2 separate regions of the Oryctolagus cuniculus genome follow, and region 2 is linked to region 1. A link is a contact called in public Micro-C data. All regions are on one chromosome and are shown on one strand. Each heading gives the region's core, a stretch centred on a gene start, on an enhancer-like site or on the middle of the called end of the contact. The rest is flanking DNA. Distances are from core to core; before and after follow the strand shown. Region 1 holds the start of SH3BP5 (SH3 domain binding protein 5). Region 2 has its middle 27 kb from the start of EAF1.

Region 1 (2,649 bases), core at 89-2,588:
CGCGGCTCCGCGCCTCGGCTGTCCCCATCTCAGCTCCCTCTCCACGGGGAAAAGCAGGGTTTTAACCCGCTGCAGGTCTAGCGGGACGCTACGCCAGGGGGACAATACACCTCTCAGGCTGCGGACAATGAATCCACCGGGCTGAGAGAGGACTCTGGCCGGGCACCTCGGCCAGGTGACAGCTCGAACCCGGCCCGGGCGCCCGCCCACGCTGCGGGAGAGGACGACGCCCACCCGCCCCGGCCACCCTCGGCGCGGGCGCTGCGGGCCAGCGGCTACGCAGTGCCCGTGGCGCCGTGAACCAGGCTTGGGGGGACCCCGATACCCGCCTGGCGCCCCCGCCCCCTTTTCCCTTTGTTGTAATTCGCCCGCCCCACCGCCCCCAGGTACCCCGGCTCTGCGGGAGGACCCCCGCCTGCAGTCAGGCCGCATCCACGCGGGCACAGGAGCCTCCAGACGGGGGTGGTTAATAATAATAATAATTTTTTAAAAGGCTCCCCGTCCGACCCTCTCGCCCCGGGGCAGCGCGCCAGCGGCCGAGCGCGGGACAAGCGTGTGCACCGCCTCGGCGGCAGCTCTGGCGCAACCGGCTGGCGAGGCGCGCGCGCCGTGCGCCCTACCTGGATCCGGGGGTCCACCTCCTCCTCCTCTTCCAGGCCCTGCTCCATCCCCTCCTCCGCCACCTCCTCCACGTCCCGAGCGGGCGGCAGGGACTCGGCCGGCTCCTCGGAGCGGCTCCGCTTCGCCGCCGCGTCCATGCGAGCAGCGCCCGGGACGCCCACGCGCGGCGGGCGCTTGAGCGCAGCAGGGGTCGCGGCGGCGCAGGCTCGCCCAAGCCGCTCCCCGCCCCGGAGCCTGGCAGCCGCCGACGCGGAGGAGACGCGGCCGCCCCCTTCCTGCGGCTGCGGGAAGCGCAGCGCAGCTCCGCCCCGCCCGCCGCCCGCGCTCGGCCGGTGCCACAGTCCCGGGCCCGTCACAGACGCTGGACGAAAACCTGGGCCGCTTCCTTCCCTTGCTCAGGCCCCTGGACCCAGAGCACGGGGAGCCTGGTGGCTGCAGCCACCGGAAGATTTCCCGGAAAAGGGAAGTCAAGGGGCCGTTCTTGCACGCACGGGGCAAGAAGAGGAGCGCGCGGCAGCGCCTCATGGGGATTCCTTGTCCTAAGACCCCGCTCCCAGCCGCAGGCTTTCCTGGGTGTGTGCTCCTACCTGGATAGCCAGCGAGCACGGAGAATCTAGCCCGCTGGATGCAGGGCCCTGGTTTAGCCTTTTCAAAGCTGGGGGGCCCCCTCTGGCCTTGGCTCTGTGAGCTGGGGAGGTTTCCTGCACACCCCCCGCCCGCCGTGGGGACCATCACAAGAGGGCCACTGTGATGTGGGGCAGGTGAGATCAGAAGGGGGCGGGGGTGGGTGAGGACAAGCCTCCCGGAGACACCAGTGTCCTTCTGGAAGCCTGTGGTCAAAGCCACCTTTGGGAAATCTGCTTGGGATGGGTGCCCTCAGATGCTAAGCTAGGGGACTCTTCATTGGACAGGAAGCCACCCTGCACCTGCTGGCCGCGTGGGGCGCTCTAAAAGCTGGGTCCTGGCCCCTGGAGGTGGTGCAGGTGTGTGTCATGGGAGTGTTTCAAAAAAGGTTCCACCTGTTCCGTCTTTAAGGCTAGGGTGAGTCAGCAGTTCTTGAGAGTTGTTTCCGAACTCGAAAGACATAATTGCTTTGGTTTGGGTTTTCCAGTAATAGGAGGAGGCAGGGACAAGATGGCCAGCGAGCGTCACCCAGAGACACGGACCCAGCAGCTACTGAGCAAGTTCATCCTGTTTCTGAATACCTGAGGGGCAGAGGTTGAAAAGCAGAAATGCCAAGTCTGCCCTGACAGTAACTGCTCTCTCTCGGGAGGTGGGACCCCAGCCTTCCCACCATTCTACACAACCGGCTCCACCCTAAGCCGAGGGGTGGGGAGCTTGGCTCCAGATGGCCTCCAGGGAGGTGGGAGCTGGAGCTTCAGACTTGCATGTCTTTTTCGGAGACCTGTGCCAGGTCTAGTGTTAATCCCAATGGTGTTTCTAACGTTCAAAGAAGGAAAATAAAGCACAAACAGTGCCGTACGTTTTCCCTTGGTACCTATGCATGCTTATAAATAAAAGGAAAAACTCCAGGAGGAGTCATACCCAAGAAAGACTGGCTACCAACCCTGGCCCAGGGAAAAGGGGCAGGGAGGGGCCCGGGATTGGCTGCTGGGGCTTTGAGGCAAAGGGTACTCAGCTGCCCAGAAATGCTTCCGTTTTGCACATTAGTATTATTAAAATTTTAAAGTCAAAACAACACATACCATAGTCATTTTCTATTGTTGTGTGGCAATGTACCACAAATACAGTGGCTTAAAACAATGCTCAAGGGGCCAGCACTGTGACATAGTGGGTAAAGCCACCACCTGCAGCGCCCCCATCCCATATGGGCACTCGTTCAAGTCCCAGCTGCTCCACTTCGGACCCAGCTCTCTGCTGTGGCCTGGGAAAGCAGTGGAAGGTGGGCCAAGTCCTTGGTCCCCTGCACACTGGGGACCTGCAGAAAGCTCCTAGCTCCTGGCTTTGGGGGCCACTGAGGCCATATGGGGAGTGAACCAGCAGATGGAAGTCTCTCTGTCTCTGTAT
Region 2 (2,649 bases), core at 55-2,554, 48 kb after region 1:
AAAAGGGAGTCTCACCTTCATTTATAATCATTTTATTTAATATAATAATTTATTTCTTATTAGAATTGACATTTTTGTTAGCAGTTGTATGTCCCGTGGAATGGTTTCATGTTTGCCATTCGTGGTATTTCTCTTACAGATCTGGATGAGCTTTGCAAGGTATTTTAGAGGAGCTAGGGCGGGTCTCCACTTCCCCGGCCGCGCCCCAGACCACAGCACGTGGGACCTCCACTGTGTAGGCGTGGAAGATTCTTTCCACACGCTGGTGACAGCGGCCCCCGCAAGTCTGGTGGCCCCTCTCTTCCTCTTTCTCCTTGCTCTGTTGTCCTGAGTGTGTGTGTGTGGCCTCCTCTCCGGGAAGTGCTGGGGGGACGGCCCCACCTCTGCACTGCGCCCTCACTGTCCCCCTCCCAACCCTGGTCTCCAGGTGTCCTCGGCTGCCCCCGGCCCACCCGAACGCTATTTGATGAAACGTCACACACTTGAGAAACACATAAAGGAGAAGAGAAGAGACAGCTGGCTTCGGGAGCTGAACCTTATTTAAATTTACCGGAAATACTTCCCAACAGAAAATACGATTCCACGGAACACCTTCCGGGTTCACTAGATTGACTTCACATTTCTCTTCCCTGGTAGGCGGCCATGAAATAGGACCCAAATGCTAGCAAAGACAGCTCAGGACAACGGGGCGGCAGACAAGTAGCCATGCTGCAGCCCCCTCTGTGGCTCTGAGTCCCGAACGACAGTCAAAACGAGTCCTCAGAACCATTTCGGAATAAGCGAGAGGCCAGCAGATGTTATCTATCCACAGGGCAACAACGTCCTTGCTGGCGTCCCGGACATACTCATTTCTATTCCCTGACGTGCCTGGCGCCTCGCAGTCACCTTCCCACTCAGAGGCTGCTCAGAATGCTGCCTGCCATTGAGCGCACACAGGCCGCCTGCGTAGGGAAAGTAAGGTGAAATGCTGGGTGCAAACCACCCTCGCTTGCTTATCCAAGGGAGCAAAAATGGATCTTACGAGCCAAAGTTGACCTACAAAACACATTTGTAGCAGTATTTTCCTCCCTCTTCAATGACAAAAAAGTTGTCATTTAATGGAAGGCCAATGGGAATATTTGGCCTCTAGCGCCCCCTTGTGGAGGTGAGTTCAAGCCCCAGGCCCCCGCCAGGACGAATGACAGCTTGTGAGTTGTTTCCGCTCTGTTAGAGAATGACAATCACAAGATCGTATACTTGAGGAAAACAAAATAATAGAAATTACTAGCACCCGACTGACACTGAAAACGAAGTTCTCCCAGTGAGTGATGCTGTTTCATCCCGGCAGCAGCCCCAGCTACAAGGACTGGAGTCTCGGTCTCGGAGGAGTGGTGACTCGTATGGACTTGAATCCAGACATTGCCACTCCAAGTCTCATTAGTGCTATCGTATGGAGTGTGTGCAGAAATGTGTATTTATTACTACATCACCTATACAATCTTTGTACGCAACAAAAACTCAAAGTATATATATATTATATAGCATATGACATCTACATAAACGTGCATACATATACTTCCACCGGGCTCATAGTGCTGCTAATCAGTGCTCACGCCTTTTCTGAGGGTTGTTTTCTGGGAAGACAAGGCAATGCCGGCTGACTCCGCACTCCACAGAATTCCACCAAAGCTATTAGCATCAGAGCTTTGCTACTAAACCAACCAGAGATTTGCTTTCCTGGTCCCCAGGCATACAAACTATGGGGGAATAGACTCTCCCCACCCCCTTTTTTTTAAATAGATTTCTTTATTTAAAAGGCAGAGTGATAGAGAAGAAAGGGGGGAGGGAGAGAGAGAGAGAAAGAGAGAGAGAGAAAGAGAGATGCCTTCTATCTGCTGGTTCACTCCCCAAATAGCTGCCAAGAGCCGGGGCTGGGCCAGGCTGAAATCATAACCCAAGAACTTCATCCTGGTCTCCTGCAGGAGTAGCAGGAACTCGAGTACTTGGGCCATCTTCTGTTGCCTCCCAGGCTCATTAGCAGGGAGCTAGATCAGAAGCGGAATAGCTGGGACTCGCACAAGCTCTCCAATAAGGACACAGAGGTAGCTTACGCTGCTGTGCCACAACACTTGCCCCCTCCTCTGCTCTTATTTTGGGGTGCATTAGTGGACGTGTACCTGGGAAATGGACACAAGGGCCCTAGGGTAGTGGGACTGAAGCCATGTTTTTTGTTTGTTTTTTATGCTTAGCCTTTTTAAGGAAAGCCTGAGTTTCCTAAACCGATCCACTGGCTCACACGCCAAGCCTCTGAAGGACTCAGTAACCTTCTTCATTTAACAAGTGTATTTCGCAATCAAAGCATCTTCAAGCGGGGTCACTGAGAGGTTGCCTTGCTCAGCGTCAGAGGCAGACACACCACAAAAGCAGCTCGGGATATTCCAAGGGAAAACTTGTGCAGCCTCTTTGCTGGCCAGACCTTGGGCCATGGGTGGCAGCCATTCCAAGCTGTCTTTGGAGGAAACCGTTGGCTTGGTTCACAGGTGCCCCCCACCCCCTGGTCGGCCCCTGGCCTTCTCTCCCAGCCAATCCCACCTACCTGTCTCTCTTGGGCAATGGTCTGGCCTTGCAGCAGCCGCCAACAGCTGCACTTCTCAGGGAGGGGCACTTAAC

The links. A called contact is a pair of places that touch in the nucleus more often than the background predicts.
Region 2: a contact with region 1 is called in a Micro-C map of ear pinna, with 10 times the contacts expected there. The contact joins the enhancer-like site here to the promoter of SH3BP5 in region 1. A contact is called at or near these places in 2 of 6 Hi-C or Micro-C datasets (ear pinna and an unstated tissue).

What each region holds. Positions count from the first base shown.
Region 1 is chr4:150,978,885-150,981,533 of mOryCun1.1, forward strand. It overlaps SH3BP5 (SH3 domain binding protein 5), which reads right to left and starts at 1,339. Exons shown (of 9, transcript XM_008266026.4): 1 at 1,209-1,339.
Region 2 is chr4:151,026,612-151,029,260 of mOryCun1.1, forward strand. No RefSeq gene overlaps it. Among named protein-coding and RNA genes, the nearest start is that of EAF1, 27 kb to the right of the region's middle. Within about 2 kb of position 1,305, at least 1 of the 8 cell types and tissues checked has an H3K27ac peak or open chromatin away from gene starts, as enhancers often do.